Regions from separate parts of the Sus scrofa genome. Here regions 2, 3 and 4 are each linked to region 1. Evidence: chromatin contacts called from public HiChIP or PLAC-seq and promoter capture Hi-C data. All regions are on one chromosome and are shown on one strand. Each heading gives the region's core, a stretch centred on a gene start, on an enhancer-like site or on the middle of the called end of the contact. The rest is flanking DNA. Distances are from core to core; before and after follow the strand shown.

Region 1 (3,790 bases), core at 865-3,364:
TCTTGGAGGCCTGAGAAGCCCGTGGGTACCTGCTCCTTCCAGTGAAAAAATCGGCAGTCGCTTCTCTGACTCTAGCTCGGCTCCTGCCGTCAGTTTTTAAGTTGATGCGGTTCTGCGTTCCCAACTTCCTTCAACTACGAAACCAGATCCTCATTCTTTTCAGAACCTTCGGGTGCCGATATTTCCCTGGAACCGAGCCGCGTTCTCACTCATGTTTTTTATTATCCTGGCGGCGGATTTATTACCGTGACATCTGTGATGATGGCTGAGTTTCCATGAGCATTACATTTCTCGAGTAAATGGTTTCTGCCGAGTTTTCCTTTTTTGGCAACAGAACACGATGTGTTAAAAATAAGAGCATAAAAGTACGCCTCCCTACAAGACTGTGATTGAAGGCTAACCTTGCCATTGTTCCTGTAACTAAACTACGTTGACAGAGACACTAACACATTCCATCTGGCTTCGTAAATCTTGCTTAGTAACTCTGCAGTTTACGGACATACGTCATCTGTAAACGAAGCCACTGGTTTCGCCTCCATGTTGTTAACCGAAGGGAGAATTTAGTAAATCAATGGAAGGGCATCTTATACCTTTTATCAATTTAAAATTTCTTAAGCATCCAACTTAAGTTCTCCTTGAAATAGACACATTATTTCCCAGTTGTTTTTTAAGGCAGTCTCTTGTACAAAAAGCAGCCAACCGTGGTGGCCTTTTAAAATATTTTCGGAGTTCCTGTCGTGGCGCAGTGGTTAACAAATCTGACTAGGAACCATGAGGTTGTGGGTTCGATCCCTGGCCTTGCTCAGTGGGTTAACGATCTGGCGTTGCCGTGAGCTGTGGTGTAGGTTGCAGACGCGGCTCAGATCCTGCGTTGCTATGGCTGTGGCATAGGCTGGCAGCTACAGCTCCGATTCGACCCCTAGCCTGGGAACCTCCATATGCCGCGGGAGTGGCCCAAGAAATGGCAAAAAGACAAAAAAAAAAAATAAAATAAAATAAAATAAAATATTTTCAAGTAGAGTCATAATTTACTATCGATGACCTCGACTCCACAGAGTTCTTCACTCTCCCCCTGGACCGAGATCGTTGGTCCTTTTCTTGTTCACTGCATGTCACCTGGTTTTCTGTGCTGCCACTGATGGAAAGCAGAATTTGTAGTCTTGTGCAGCTCCAGCAAAGTCAGACCGGGAAGTCGTTTTTCTTTCTGAGCTGAACATTCCGCTGACTCCGGGTTCCAGCTCAGTTAACTGAGACGACTGCTGGGCCAGCTCCTTTGTGCCCTAGAATCAGTCCAAATTACCGCCCCGTTGTTCCGGCCACTGGTCTCTTGGAGGAAAACCGGGACGGAAACAGGGCGGGGGCGCCCGCTGTCCTTCAGGACTTGTTGGAAATTGGTAATGTAGCGGATGAAGAAAAAGCTTCGTTGGGGTGGGGGGTGGCCCCTTGAGATGGCCACCAAGTGCCCTTCCTGTAGATTTGCAAACGCTGCCAGGAACCCCCACAACCTCTCCGTCTGGGAGATTAGTTATTTTAATCTCACGTATCAGGAGAGCTGGAGACATAACATGAAGCCCGCAGTCCGCCCCTGGACGCGCCTGCCCTTGACCTGGTCACCAGGGACCCGTGCAGCCGCGTCCTGGGAGCCATTTGCCCCACCAGCAGCCTGCCCTTGGCCCGGGAGGCTGCCAGCGGCCCCTCTGCCCACCCTTCTCGGGCTCTGGGTCGCCTGCTGACTTCCTGAGGCTCCTCTGCTGGGTCCCCACCACCACCACCCTCCAGGAGAGGGCGAACTTTCTGTCTCTGTCTCGGCCCAGCGTACTCACGCATTCGCAAGAATTGCAATACCAGTCACGCGCCAGCTGTCCCTAAGTGTTCTGTGCTGTTCCCTCCCTGGCCCAGTTCTGGGCTCTGAGCTGCACGCCGTCCCGCGGTTAACCCAACACCTCGTCACCCCCGTGTGTCCCACAGGCATGGCCAGCTTTTCGTGTCCAAAACTGAGCTCCAGATCTCGCTCCCGTCCCCACCCCCGGCACCGCCCCCTCTCCCAGGGCCCCGCCCATCACACGCCCCAGAGCTGGAGCCCCGCCCTCCATCCCAGCCCGTGCTTCCCGGGCGTGTGCGGCCCTGTTCCCACCACGAGGTGGCGCTCTGCTCCGGAGGGACCCAGAGCGTCCTGTGGGCTCTTAGAGGCCATTTCTCACACCCTTGCCTGGACGTCCCTGTTTGGAATTCTCAGGGCCCTGCAGACGGGGCAGCCCTGCCGAAGTGCCCTGGTCCTAGGGAGGGGGGAGGGGGAGGCGGACGAATCACAAGTCATCCATACAGTTACACGAACTCACATGTGCATGTGTCGACGTGTGTGACCCCAAGGGGTGAAACGGAGGAGCTTGGGGCCTGGGGGGCGCGCCAGGTGCCCCTGCTCCAGGGAAGAGGGCAGGGCCAGGCAGCAGGCTCGTCTTCATGTCTTTTATTGTTTTGCTTGGGTCTGGTTTTTGTCATTCTGGGAACCAGCAGTTGCTGGTCTTAGAACCCATGACTTTAGCACACACGTAAAACGTGTAGTTTAAAAAATCCAAACTCTGTTGCACCACTGTGGTGCAACAGGATCGGTGGTGTCTCTGCAGCGCTGGAATGCAGGTTCGATCCCCAGCCTGGCACAGTGGGTTAAGAATCCAGAGCCACAACTGTGGCTCAGGTCGCAACTGTGGCTCAGATCTGATCCCTGGCCTGAAAACTCCAGATGCCACAGGGTGGCCAAAAAAGATACAGAGGAAAGAAGGAAGGGAGGGAGAAAGGAGGGAGGGAACAAAGGAAGGAAGGGAGGGAGAGAGAGAGGAAGGAAGGAAGGAAGGAAGGAAGGAAGGAAGGAAGGTTAAAGAAGAAATCCAAACTGACCTTAGGACTCAGTGTTTCTGCAAAGCAAAGATTTCTCTTCTAGACTTTAATAGAAACGAGGTTGGAGGTGCTCTCCTGTCTTTCCGCCCCTGGACGCCATGGCCACAGAGCAGCCTCCGTTGGGGTGGGCTGGGAGTGGGGGTCATTTTCTGTTGGGAGACTTACCCTTAAACCTTCTTATGCAGGTTCAGGGAGAGACGGGGTCCCCAGGGCTGTGTAACGTGTGTCCTCATGGGTTTTGTCTTCAGATTTCCTGTTCGGCCTCAAAGGCGCCAAAGGCAGCATGGGCTACCCTGGGCCTTCCGGTTTCCCGGGGGCTCGCGGCCAGAAAGGTTGGAAAGGTAAGAGTGCCGGGAGCCGCGGGCTGGGCGCCGTGCAGCCCTTCCAGCCCGCCTCGCCGCGTCTCTGGCTCTGAGGTGGGAATGAGCCCCCGCTTCCCCTCCCCCTGTGGACATCGCACTGGAACGGGCGGGGGGGGGCTCCGCATTTCCTTCGCACCCATCCCTCACCGTCTCTGTCCTGTCTGCCACCCTCAGCACCCAATTTTCAGGGAGCACAGGGCCCCACAGGGGGCAGAAAAGACCCACGGTGATTTGTTAGCCTGAGTTCAGATGGTTCATTCTGCTCCAAGAAAATGTCACCAGTATTTGCAAAGGGCAGCAGCCGGTGTGGCCCTGACGGAGATTAGGGATTAGGGCAGAGGTGGCGAGACTCCGGAGAGGCTCAGGTGCTGGCTCGAAGGTGGGGCCGTGAGAGCAAACTCTCCTGCCTTTTCCCTCCTCCCGCTGCCCCTGGGAGGACCCACCTTCCCAGGGGCGAGCTGGCCTGGGTCGGGGGGACCCCAGTAGGGCCTGTTCGGCTCCCCCACCCCGGGCATCCTGACGTTTAACCACCG
Region 2 (3,790 bases), core at 753-3,252, 210 kb before region 1:
CAAGGACAGGAAAGAAACGGAGGAGAAGACTAGAAGTCAGCCTCTCGGAGCATCGCCCAGCACCCAGCCTGCCGCGAGCATCTGGAGAAGACGCCGCCAACGCTTCCCTGTCTCGGGAGACATTTTCCTGCCATTTCTTAAGCTTCTCCAAGGGCAGGAGTGCCCCTGCGTGTCCCCAGCGTGACACTTCCTACACACCGCTTTCTAAACGCTAAGTGGGTCCTTGGGTGAGTACGACGACAGACTGGTGAGGATTTTCTTCACCAAATTGCTCGTGGCCTCATTTGATGAGTGGAATCTTCTCGCCATCAGCAGACGCGGGGCTGAGACTGTGAGCAGATGTCATTCAGGCCTCCCATTAGCAGGATTGTGGGCAGAGCCCTTGGTGGGAGCTTCACCCCGAGATGCTGAGACTCCCTGTTCCATCCAGAGCCTGAAAGGCTTTCACGAGCTTCTCTAAAACGTGTGGGAGTTTATTGTGGGCGTGGGGGTTGCAAAGGTCTCTGCCCTTGTGGAGCAAAAAGAAATAAAGTTTCTTTTTAAAATAGTGAATGTTATTCGGGGACCACACAGGTGGCGGTAATTCGGAAAGATGGGGGGACTCCAGGCCCTGAGCTGGCCCTTAGGAGATGTTCCCGGACCAGGGATGGAACCTGAGCCACAGCAGTGACAACACTGGGTCCTTAACCTGCTGTGCCACCGGGGAGTTCCCAACCTCAGCTGATTAAAGAGCAGCAGGCATTGTGGAAGCCACAGGCAGGGGTCTCCAGTGTCCAACACTTTGCTCACAACCACGTTCGTTCAAAGCAAAGAGAAACCAACAAGCTACACATCACATAACACAAACATTTACGCCGCAAACAGCACATCACCAAAAGTTGCTTAAAGCTTTGAAACGTGGCATAAATGCAAGGATGTGGGAGAGAAACTCCCAGAGTTGTCCTTTTCTCCAAACCCAAACCCCTCAGCCAGTCCTGGTGCTTGCTGGTGAATTCAGCACCTGCTGCCTTTTTTTTTTTCCCCTTTTGGCTTTTTGCTTTTTAGGACTAAACACTCAGCATATGAATGTTCCCAGGCTAGGGGTCAAATTGGAGCTGTAGTGGCCAGCCTATACCACAGCCACAGCAACGCCGGATCCTTAACCCACCGAGCAAAGCCAGAGATCGACCCTGCGTCCTCATGGATCCTAGTCAAAGTCATTACCACTGAGCCACAATGGGAACTCCCTGCTGCATTTGCTCTGATGAGAAAATGGGCTTCTGAACTTGATCTCCAGCCACTTCGCCTCCCCAGATTGGGCATTTTGCTGGAAGCGGAAGTCAGGAGGCTGGAAGCAGCGTGTGAATAAATGGGAGCGGATTAAGCCAAACCCTAGAGGCTACCATCGCGTCCTAAACGGAGTAAAGAAAACTAAGGAGTTCCCGTCGTGGCGCAGTGGAAACGAACCCGACTAGGATCCCTAGCCTCACTCAGTGGGTTAAGCATCCGGCGTTGCCGTGAGCTGTGGTGTAGACCACAGATGCGGCCCTGATCCCTCGTTGCTGTGGCTGTGGTGTAGGCTGGCGGCTACAGCTCTGACTCGACCCCTAGCCTGGGAACCTCCATATGCCATGGGGGTGGCCCCACAAAGACAAAAAAAAAGAAAGAAAGAAAACTAGGCGCGGCCCTTTGGCACAGCTCCTTGGACCAGCTGCATCCAGGGATCAACCAGGAAGAACAGATGCTCGCGTCCCCAGAGCCCGGCCCAGGACTTGACACCGAACGCGGGCTCCTTCTCCCCGAGGCCTGCGACAGGGCTGGGAAAGGAAGACATCCTCAGACCAAGACGCGACCAATGCAAAGCTCCTCAATACACTGTCCCTTCACCTAAAATCACAACAGACAGAACTGCACAAACTCCTGGCGCTGGAGATGGCTTCTCACGGGCATCACACGCACCGCCTCCCTTACTCGGACGTGGGAAGGTTCTACCCAAAATAGACCAGAGCTGAACGGCACACAGCTGGCTGAAAAAGAAGTGAGCCCTGAATCGCGTATCCTCGGATAACCCGACGCGAGATGGGAGGACGCGTGAAAGGCACGTCAGCAGAAAAGCCTCCGGTATCGTCCCGAGAGTCGGGGCAGATAAAGATTTTCTAAGTCTCTTTTTAATCGTGGAATGCATGGAGACCCAGAGCCAGATGAGCTGATTCCTCCAAGTTTCTCACTGAGTCAGCATGAAAGCCAGAAATAGAAAGGAGGCCAGCTTCCCCCAGAGCTGGTGTTTTTTTCTAGGTCACTAGAGCAAGCTGGTTCCCAGCGAATTTTCAGTAATTCACCAGCATCGCATTAGCCCCTTTTATGTCCATTTCACAGATAGGGAAATGAGGACTCCAAGGCTTTACTGACGCGTCGCATGTCACTGGGTGACCCCTGTGTGCTCCTGGGAACAGACGCAGAACTCTGAATTCCCAGTGGGAGCTCTCACCGCGAGGACACATTCCTCCCCGAATGTCAGCGGAACACTTGAGCAAGCCCCGTATCCCAGGAGTTTTGAAATTAAGGAGCTAGAGGAAGTGACTCCTCTATGGACATGGATCTGGCCGCCTCACACATATTTTTTTAACTTTCCTCATCTTTTGTTCAGACAAAAGTACACACGATTAGTCTCATACCCTGGACCCCGTCCAGGGCTCTTCTGGGCAGCAGGGCAGGGCACACAGACAGGATAAGCATTCAAACAGCAATACAATTAGCTGGCAAACACAGGCCAAGTGATGCCGCAGCCTTGCAGCAAATCTCCACGACGGGCAGAGGGAAAGCAAAGAGCTGGGCAGGTTGTGTGAAGGTTCTCCCACCAGGTCTTTCTAAGCCAGACTCTGCAGCTGCAAGAGCGATGCTACAGTCGTGACTGCTCGTGCGCCGGGGTTGCTGGGGTTCGAGGCAGAGCGTGCAGTTAAAACAACTGAGAAACAGGACCCTTTCGACACCTCTTTGCCATGAGATCCTGGAGGCAAGAGGTCCACGGGGACGTGGTGGCCAGAGCAAAGCCCATGACCACTGTCGTCACCGCAGCGAGAATTTCAAGTGGGGAGTGAGAAGGGCTTCCACAAACGTGTTTTGATGCAACCACATTGACTAGTTTTATTCCAGAAGGTCAGTGCTGTGTGCTGTACTAATTAAAAAAAAAAAAAAAAAAAAAAAAAAACTTATGTCCCAACAATGGAATGATTATCACTGCATCTTCCAAGGATGAAAGTCAGAATTGGAGGAGAAAAAAAATGCTATAAAGATGAAAGAACGCAGCCATGGTGAAAAATCTGGGCATCAAAATTAGCCACTCTAAATTAGGCAGGAAAGAGAGTTCCATGCATGCAGCAACATAAAATTTTTACATCATGTATTACGTAGAGAAGGACAAATCTTTTTTAAAAACCCATAAAAGATGGGAATAAAAGGCTTTTTATACTATCTAATTATTTCCCCTCCTCTTAAAATCCGTGCTTAAACAAGTTCAGATGGAACCCGAACACCAACCCTGGTCCCCTTTGAAGCTTCGTCAAGAATCCAAATCCAAACAGAGTCCCCAGGGTCGCGAGGCTGAGTGTGTGAAACGGTTCTAAGGATGGCAGAGGAGACACCGTTACCAGCAACAAACCCTGAATTATCACGGATCCAGCATCAGCAGGCTTCAAAATCTTACTGTCTCTTTTAGTCAAACTTTGAATTAATTTTTCAAATTTAAAATCATGGAGTTCCCGCTGTGGCTCAGCAGTAATGAACCCCGACTGGTATCCATGAGAATGCGCTC
Region 3 (3,790 bases), core at 519-3,018, 180 kb before region 1:
TGTCCGCTCACATGAAGTACATCACAGCACCGTGGGAAACGTCCCCGAGGGGACCATTCCAAGTCCCCAGACCAGCCTGGGAAGGGGGGCTGGGTCCCCGGAGCTGCCTGAAGCAGTGAGGTTGGGCCGCCAGGTCTGGAAAGCCCAACAGGTGAGGCAGGCCTGCGTGGCCAGGGCTCCAGGTGACCTCCCCCTGTGGCTGTCCTGTCCCCACAAGGCTCCTGCTTCCTGAGCCGGGTCCAGAACCCACGTCTGCTCTTCTTTTTCTTTAATGGCCGCACCTGGGGCATATGGAAGGTCCCAGGCCAAGAGTCGAATTGGACCTGCAGTTGTGACCTACAGCACAGCCACAGCAATGCCAGGTCCGAGCCATCTGCAACCATAGCTCATGGCAACACCAGATCCCTAACCCACTGAGCAAAGCTAGGGGTGGAACCTGCAACCTCATGGAGACGACGTCGGGTCCACAACCCGCTGAACCACGAGGGGACGCCACCTCTGCTCTTTAATCGCAGCTAAACTTCACTCCGACCGATTCCAGAAGGAAGACTCAATCCGGCTAAGCGAACCCTGACCCTGACCCACTTAGGAAATGTCCGCCCACCACCAGGCTTAGCTGGGGGTCCCAGCTGCAGTCCGGACGGCACATGGGCTTTTCTCACCACGGCTCAATCACGGCATCTTCAAAACCTCAGGACGCATGGGCATCTAATGACTGAAGCTGAAAAACTGCTGTTTCGTGATTCTGGGGTTTTTCTCTTCTGAACTATGGATAAAATCTCAGCAGCTTATCTTTATTCACTTTGAGGGCGGTTGTAAAAATGAATTTCCTGGAACGGTTCCCTTAAGCTATCAGTACAGGCCTTAATTGCAGGAGACCCCAGATAAGAGGTTACAGGGCCCCAATTGTGGAGGCTGAGGTCAAGCTCCTTCTCAAGCTTTTGCTCCAGAACCACACCCAGCCAGTGTGACTGACCAGCCGACACTTTTCCCCTGGACAACTTTTCAGGTTATGACAACTACGGGGGGAAATCTGAGATGAGAAAAAGGACGAAAGCCTTATTGTAGCCCCATGATAGAAATAAAGGACCCTCACCCTGCTCCACCAGCTCATATCAAGCAAAAAAAAAAAAAAAAAAAATTTTTTAATCCCAGACAAAAGGCATTCATGCCTCTTTATCAGCTTTATTCTGGTGGGAAATTTTATTACCATTTATGGCCCTAAAACATTTTCAAAGAATTGATAATTCTAAGAATATCTAAATTATTGTTGACTTTTTAGGATAAAATGCATTTTGAAACCATGATTTTTGTTTTGTATTCTGGATGGCCTATAGCTTTTTATGTAAACGGCTCTGTTTAAAACACAAAACTAATTTTTAGAATAACAAACAAAAATCAGGAGAGGCATATTTACTTTGCTAAATAAAATCTGCTTTGAAATATCGCTATGCTGGCCCTGTACAACAGCTGTCGCAGAATGGCTCAGGCTGGCTACCGCCCTGGTGCCTAGAGACATCTTGGCCATGCATTCAAGGGTGCACAGCTAAAAAGGACACCAGTGACGCTGCAAGTGTCCCTTTCAATCGGGTGTAATGTCTGGTTTTGAAATAGCTCATTAATGAAAGCCTTGAGTAATGAATGAAAGTCTCAAGCCCCCATTATGAATTATTTCTCCAAAGGGCAAATAAACCGCATGAGTTACTCAGCCTCACAATTCCACTGATGACCTAACATGCTAAAGGCCATGTCACAAATTTCATGATTTCCTGAGGAATTACATTCTGCATCTGGACCTCTCGGTGAAATCAAAGGACAGAAGGCATCCCGCAGACTCCAGCAGCTTCCTCCTGGCTGCACGTCTGAGCGAGTCTGAGGGCTGCTCATTTTTCCCAAAGTGGGGAAGCTCTTGGGTTACCGTCAGAGAGCTCCCGCCCCATCTGTTTCAGATTCTAGAACAGGAAGAACTTGTACATTCTGTGGGAAGAACTCACATCTTTCCTCTCCCTGGAGTTCAAGGTCAAGTAAACCAGCCCAAAGGGCGCAGAGTGATGCCTGTGCTATCTTCCCAGGGGCACATGCTTGACCTAAGGATTCACAGCCAGTGGAGCTGGTCACCAAGACAGTGTCCACTTGGAAACGGGAAATGTGGCTGAAGATCCCAAGGCCAAAAACTTGGGGGTCTTGGTCCACCTTAGAGAAGGGTCACCCAGACCAGTGAGTGTCAGAGAACCCTAAACAGCGCTGGGGGGGAGGCAGCATCGTTCATAATGTATAACCATAGAAAAACGCCATGAAAACCAAGCAATCTTGACTGCCAATCATGTACCACAGGAGCATAATAAGCTCCCTCCAAGTGGAAGCTGATTTACAGAAAAATGTACATCGGTTCTCAGTGAAGCCTCTCTCTCTCTCTCTCTCTCTCTCTCTCTCTCTCTCTCTCTCTCTCTCACACACACACACACACACACACACACACACACACATCAACATCGGGGGTCAACTTTAATTACCCTCAAATAAGACGATGGAAAAAGAATGCAAAAGGCACAACAAAGTCCATCTTAAATCAAATACCCCTTATATTCTGCACGCATCTCTATACTTTTCATGATATAAAACAAAGCAAGTCGTTTGAATGTTCTTTCATGCCCCAATTAAGTTTCCAGAGCATCAACCCATCGGGATTAATGCAAGAAATGATGCTCAGTTCTAAACATTCCCAAAGATTCAGGATACACGGTACTAGTGCCCAAGAAGGAAGGGGAGAGATGGACGCATGAGTTTCACTTGAAATAAAGCCTGTTTCTGGGCTGTCTCCCGTCTCTGGACCAAGAGAACGCGCTTCTCAACATTAAAGTGAGTTCTAGGTGGGGATGCAGGAAGAGGGGCGGGCTCATTCTGTTTAGAGACTTTTTACTTAACCAAGGACGCCAACTGCTAGTTATTCTGCGTGTGTGTGTGAGAGAGAGAGAGAGACGGAGGGAGGGAGAGAGAAGGGGGAGGAATGCCTTATGCTGACTTGCTCACTGTGGCTCGGCTTCCACAGGAAGGCCTACTGGAAATAAGTCAAACGGAGTGAAGTCCTCAAGTTTCTGCTTTTCCTCCTGCTTCTGGTGGGAGAGAGGCCTTTCACATGTCCTCCCTTTAACGATTCTGTGTGTCTCCCATCCCACCAAATAGGGACATGTGGCCCTGGGCCAAGTCTAAACAGCTTATCTTTCAAATTCCTGTTCGCATTCTCTACGCTGTGCAAAATGTCCAAATAGTTTCGTGGTGATACTGCAATCCCGGTTTTCTTGCTGGTTGTAGCTCTTCCTCAGGGCTCTCGTGAATAATTACCTACGCCACTAAAAAAATACGTGGAGGCGCAGGAATGCATTTTCAGGCTAGTGGGGCAGAAAATGAAAGTGTGCAGAAACCAAAGGGGAGCTGCCGCCCTCACCCCCAGGGCGGGAGGGGCCGTCAAGCACAACGCCCCTTCCGGATCTCCGATCAGCAGCGTCTCTGAGGCTGAGCATCACCCCCCGCCTGGTCCCCAAATTCCATCCTGGCACCTGCCCCACCGGTATGCAGGCAGAGGTCCATCAAAAGCCGCGTCATGCATTATCATTCCTTACACCTTTTCACAACCACTGGCCCTTATCACATGCTACGGAAGCTGGATCTTTTCAATTCTGCTCATTTTAATCGTTACATTACCCCAAAAGTTAGTGTGGCGAATAAAAGCTATCTACCTCCCCCAAAAAAAAGCACCGCGACACCGCGACACTTTTTTGGAAATTAAAAC
Region 4 (3,790 bases), core at 820-3,319, 140 kb after region 1:
CCATGTGCCTCCAGGGCAGCCAAAAAAAAAAAAAAGACATGACATCTTGATTTAAAAAAAAAGGCAAAAAAGAACCTGGAGTTCCCGTCGTGGCCCAGTGGAAACGAATCTGACTAGGAACCATGAGGTTTTGGGTTCGATCCCTGGCCTCCCTCAGTGGATTAAGGATCTGGCATTGCCATGAGCTGTGCTGTAGTTCACAGACAGGGCTTGGATCCCTCCTTGCTGTGGCTGTGGTGTAGGCCGGCAGCTGTAGCTCCAATTAGACCCCTAGCCTGGGAACCTCCATATGCCACGGGTGCAGCCCTAAAAAGACCAAAAAAAAGCAGAAACAAACAAAAAAACCTCCGGGATTTCCCATCCTGGCTCAGCGGTAACCAACCCAACTAGTATCCAGGACAACTAGGATTCGGTTCCTTTCCTGGCTCAGCGGGTTAAGGATCCGGTGTTGCCCTGAGCCGAGGTGTAGGTCGGAGACAGGTCTGGGATCTGGTGTTGCTGTGGCTGTGGTGTAGGCCTGTAGCTGTAGCTCCAATCAGACCCTTGGTCTGGGAACTTCCATATGCCACAGCTAGTCATTAAAAAAAAAGAAAAAAACAACAGCAGGAGTTCCCCATCGTTGTGCAGCGGAAACGAAGCCAACTAGGAGCCATGAGGTTGCAGATTCAATCCCTGGCCTCACTCAGCGGGTTAAGGATCTGGCGTTGCTGTGACCTGTGGTGTAGGTCACAGACGCAGCTTGGATCCTGCGTTGCTGTGGCTGTGGTGTAGGCCAGCAGCTACAGCTCTGATTCAACCTCTAGCCTGGGAACCTTCATATGCCACAGATGCAGCTCTAAAAAGCAAAAAAACAAAACAAAACAACAAACACTCCAGCTTGATGGTCATTGGGAAGGGTAAATTATTTCTCACCTTTTTTCTTTCTTTTTTTTTTTTTTTTAACAGCTGCTGGCCTACACCAGAGTCACAGCAACACCAGATCCGAGCTGCATCTGCAACCTACACTACAGCTCAGGGTCACACCGAATCCTTAACCCACTGAGAGAGGCTAGGGATGAAACCTGGACCCTCATGGTTCCTAATCGGACTAGTTTCCACTGCACCATGACAAGAACTCCACCTTTATTTTTTTTTTTTAATTTATTTTTAGTTTTTTGGCTTTTTGCCATGTCTTGGGCCGCTCCCTCGGCATATGGAGGTTCCCAGGCTAGGGGTCGAATCGGAGCTGTAGCCACCGGCCTACGCCAGAGCCACAGCAACGTGGGATCTGAGCCACGTCTGCTACCTACACCACAGCTCACAGCAACGCGGATCCTTAACCCACTGAGCAAGGCCAGGGATCGAACCCACAACCTCATGGTTCCTAGTCAGATTCGTTAACCACTGCGCCACGACGGGAACGCCCACCTTTATTCTTAAATTCAGATAAACACTACTCATTTTAGAGCCAGTGAATGCAAGGATTAAAAGAACCTCTTTCTTGTTACTGTACTTTAAAATTACGTATATGCGTTTCTCCTATGCAACGTTTACTCTATTCCATATAGTCTCTTCGTTGCCACATAGTGTCACAGTATTAAAGCCTTTTAAGCAGGCTAGTGGCCAATAAATGAAACTTTACCTATCATTTGCTTTACACTGGGCCCAAGCTGGAAAAGTGTGACTCTCTAAGTAAAATAACCACTTTCCCAAATATCGAAGTGAACGTTTCCTGATGTGAGGGTGCGATGAAGGGGTAGAATGAAGATCAAACCCATTTACCTCAAAGTTTTACTCCTACTCGTCGTTTATCACCGCAGCAGCGTTCCAACCCATTTCCAAAGACGACCAGCCCAACTTAGTCTGCACTGACAGCCACATCGCGGACTGCTCTGCAGATCGCTGCTAGGGGCACTGCGGATCAAAACCTATTTTACAAACACTGGCTCGGTCTGAATGACACTGAGTAATTAAGAAACTCTCCCGCGGTCTTGGTTGTCACGACACTGTTCTCCGGACACTCGGGAACTCCACCAGAACGTGATGAACCGCAGAGCATCGATTCAGTCCCAGGGGGAGCGGCCACGGGCAGCAGGGCACCCGGAGCCAGGCGAACCCGCCCACCCACCCGTCCGAGAGACGCAGCGCCGCCCAGGCACAGAGGCGGTAGGGACGTCAGGGGCCGAGGCCGAACTACCTGACAGGGTTAGAGTTGGCGACACGACACCCGCCAAAGGACAGGGCAGGACAAAGGAGGCCAAACGAGTCCTCCGAAAAGCACCAAGCGCGGCGCAGACCCGCACGCCGCGGACAAAGCGGGGGAGGGGGCCACGCCCACAGGCGGGGCCTCGGCCGGAAGAGGCGGGCCTCGCGCGGCCCCGTCGTCTAGGCAACGGGGCTCCTCGGAAGCCCAAATCCAGGCGTTTAGGGCGGGGAGGAGGGGGAGGGGGGCCCAAGGCTGCACAGGGAGAGGCCCCCGGGACCCGGGCGCCCGGACGCTTGCCCCACCACGGCTTGGGTGGTCTTTCGAAGTGGGGGCGCGGACTTTAAGAGAGGATTCCATGGCACATGCGGGAAGGGGTCGGGGTCACCTGCCCTCTACGGGGACCCGGCCTGGCGAACCGCTCCCCTCTCGGGTCCCTTTGTCTCCAAGCCGCTCGGCGCTGGGCTCCGGCCGGCAACACAAAGGGCGGGCGGTGAGGACCGCGCAGGCGCGGGAGCCGCCGAGGCTGCCGGGAGTGGTGGTCCGACTGCCGAATGGTAGGTCTCCGGCGCGGGCAAATGGGCCTCTTGGCCACACAAGTACGCATGCGCAACCACTTCCGTCTTGCCGGGCCAGCCTGGTCCCTCCGCCCCCGGAGGGACGCGGGTTTCTAGTAGTAAGAGCCGAGGGGGAGGTGTCCGTGATCGCCCCGCCTATTCTTTCTCCTGATTGGGCCGCCGGGGTGAGGGCGGAACCTGGATTGGCCCTCGAGGTTGCCAGTCTGTTCCGGGCCGTACTTATTTCCCGGCTGCGAGGCGGGATCAGGAGTGTGGGACTGAGCAAAGGGAAGGAGATGGTGACCCGGGATTGTGATGGTCCCGAGGCCGGGTCGGTTCCAGAGAGCTCTGGGCTATGCCACCTGCCTCTCCCGCAACACCCAGCGGCCATGCAGCCCCGCCCAACGCACTTTGCCTGCAAGTGCGAAACTCCCACTAAAGTTTTCAGCTCGCCCGCTGCCCCTTGCCCCCGCGGCCCCTGCCCCGGCAAAAGTGACAGACAAAGCCACACCCCCGTGCGGCGGGGCCGGTGAGGGGCGTGAATGCGGCGGGGGCGGGGCCCACGGGGGAGGGGGCGGTGGGGCCAGGACGCATGCGCGATGCAGGGGGCCGAATGTTTCCCAAGTGTTTGAAACTGGTATTTGGGTTTTCCACGTTGGACAAGTGCGGCGCGGCGGGCGGCGCGCGCCCCTTCCCGCGCTCGCTCGGCCCCGGCCCCGGCCCCTGCGCCGGGGTGCGCGCCCGCACGCCCGCCCGCGCCCGCCCCGCGCCCGAGGCCGCCGAGCTCCGGCCCGGCCCGCCAGGCGCCGGTCCCCGGGCCCAGGCGGTGCAGCTCGCAGATGTAGCGGCGCGGGGCCGGCCGGAGGGGAGGCGCCGGCGGGCGGGAGCCTTGCATTTTGCAGCGCTGGGCTCCGAGGGGGCGGGGGCCGGAGGAAGCGGAAAGCCGCGCCGAGTCGCCGGGGACCTCGGTGAACCATGTTGAGCCCTGCCAACGGGGAGCAGATCCACCTGGTGAACTATGTGGAGGACTACCTGGACTCCATCGAGTCTC

What was found. Promoter capture Hi-C pulls out the DNA fragments that hold promoters and counts their contacts. HiChIP or PLAC-seq counts read pairs in DNA pulled down with a chosen protein or histone mark.
Region 2: an H3K27ac HiChIP or PLAC-seq map of skeletal muscle shows a contact between it and region 1. The contact joins two enhancer-like sites. A contact is called at or near these places in 3 of 47 Hi-C or Micro-C datasets (embryonic fibroblasts, epiblast stem cells and mesenteric adipose tissue) and 2 of 2 datasets of contacts at active chromatin or transcription factors (alveolar macrophages and skeletal muscle).
Region 3: an H3K27ac HiChIP or PLAC-seq map of alveolar macrophages shows a contact between it and region 1. The contact joins two enhancer-like sites. A contact is called at or near these places in 2 of 2 datasets of contacts at active chromatin or transcription factors (alveolar macrophages and skeletal muscle).
Region 4: a promoter capture Hi-C map of liver shows a contact between it and region 1, with 4 times the contacts expected there. The contact joins the promoter of CARS2 here to the enhancer-like site in region 1. A contact is called at or near these places in 2 of 5 promoter capture datasets (fetal liver and liver), 20 of 47 Hi-C or Micro-C datasets (alveolar macrophages, blood, embryonic fibroblasts and 11 more) and 2 of 2 datasets of contacts at active chromatin or transcription factors (alveolar macrophages and skeletal muscle).

Annotation. Positions count from the first base shown.
Region 1 is chr11:77,126,722-77,130,511 of Sscrofa11.1, forward strand. It overlaps COL4A2 (collagen alpha-2(IV) chain), which reads left to right. Exons shown (of 48, transcript XM_021065909.1): 21 at 3,144-3,236. Among named protein-coding and RNA genes, the nearest start is that of RAB20, 60 kb to the right of the region's middle. Within about 2 kb of position 2,115, at least 51 of the 83 cell types and tissues checked have an H3K27ac peak or open chromatin away from gene starts, as enhancers often do. A contact at or near this core is called in alveolar macrophages, fetal liver, liver and 5 more, where this site is marked.
Region 2 is chr11:76,917,684-76,921,473 of Sscrofa11.1, forward strand. All of the region lies in intron 2 of COL4A1 (collagen alpha-1(IV) chain), which reads right to left. Among named protein-coding and RNA genes, the nearest start is that of COL4A2, 77 kb to the right of the region's middle. Within about 2 kb of position 2,003, at least 19 of the 83 cell types and tissues checked have an H3K27ac peak or open chromatin away from gene starts, as enhancers often do. A contact at or near this core is called in skeletal muscle, where this site is marked.
Region 3 is chr11:76,943,528-76,947,317 of Sscrofa11.1, forward strand. All of the region lies in intron 1 of COL4A1 (collagen alpha-1(IV) chain), which reads right to left. Among named protein-coding and RNA genes, the nearest start is that of COL4A2, 51 kb to the right of the region's middle. Within about 2 kb of position 1,769, at least 28 of the 83 cell types and tissues checked have an H3K27ac peak or open chromatin away from gene starts, as enhancers often do. A contact at or near this core is called in alveolar macrophages, where this site is marked.
Region 4 is chr11:77,267,867-77,271,656 of Sscrofa11.1, forward strand. CARS2 (probable cysteine--tRNA ligase, mitochondrial) reads right to left here and starts at 2,070. Exons shown (of 15, transcript XM_021065916.1): 1 at 1,762-2,070. It overlaps ING1 (inhibitor of growth protein 1), which reads left to right and starts at 2,406. Exons shown (of 2, transcript XM_021065917.1): 1 at 2,406-2,739. The coding sequence starts at 2,541.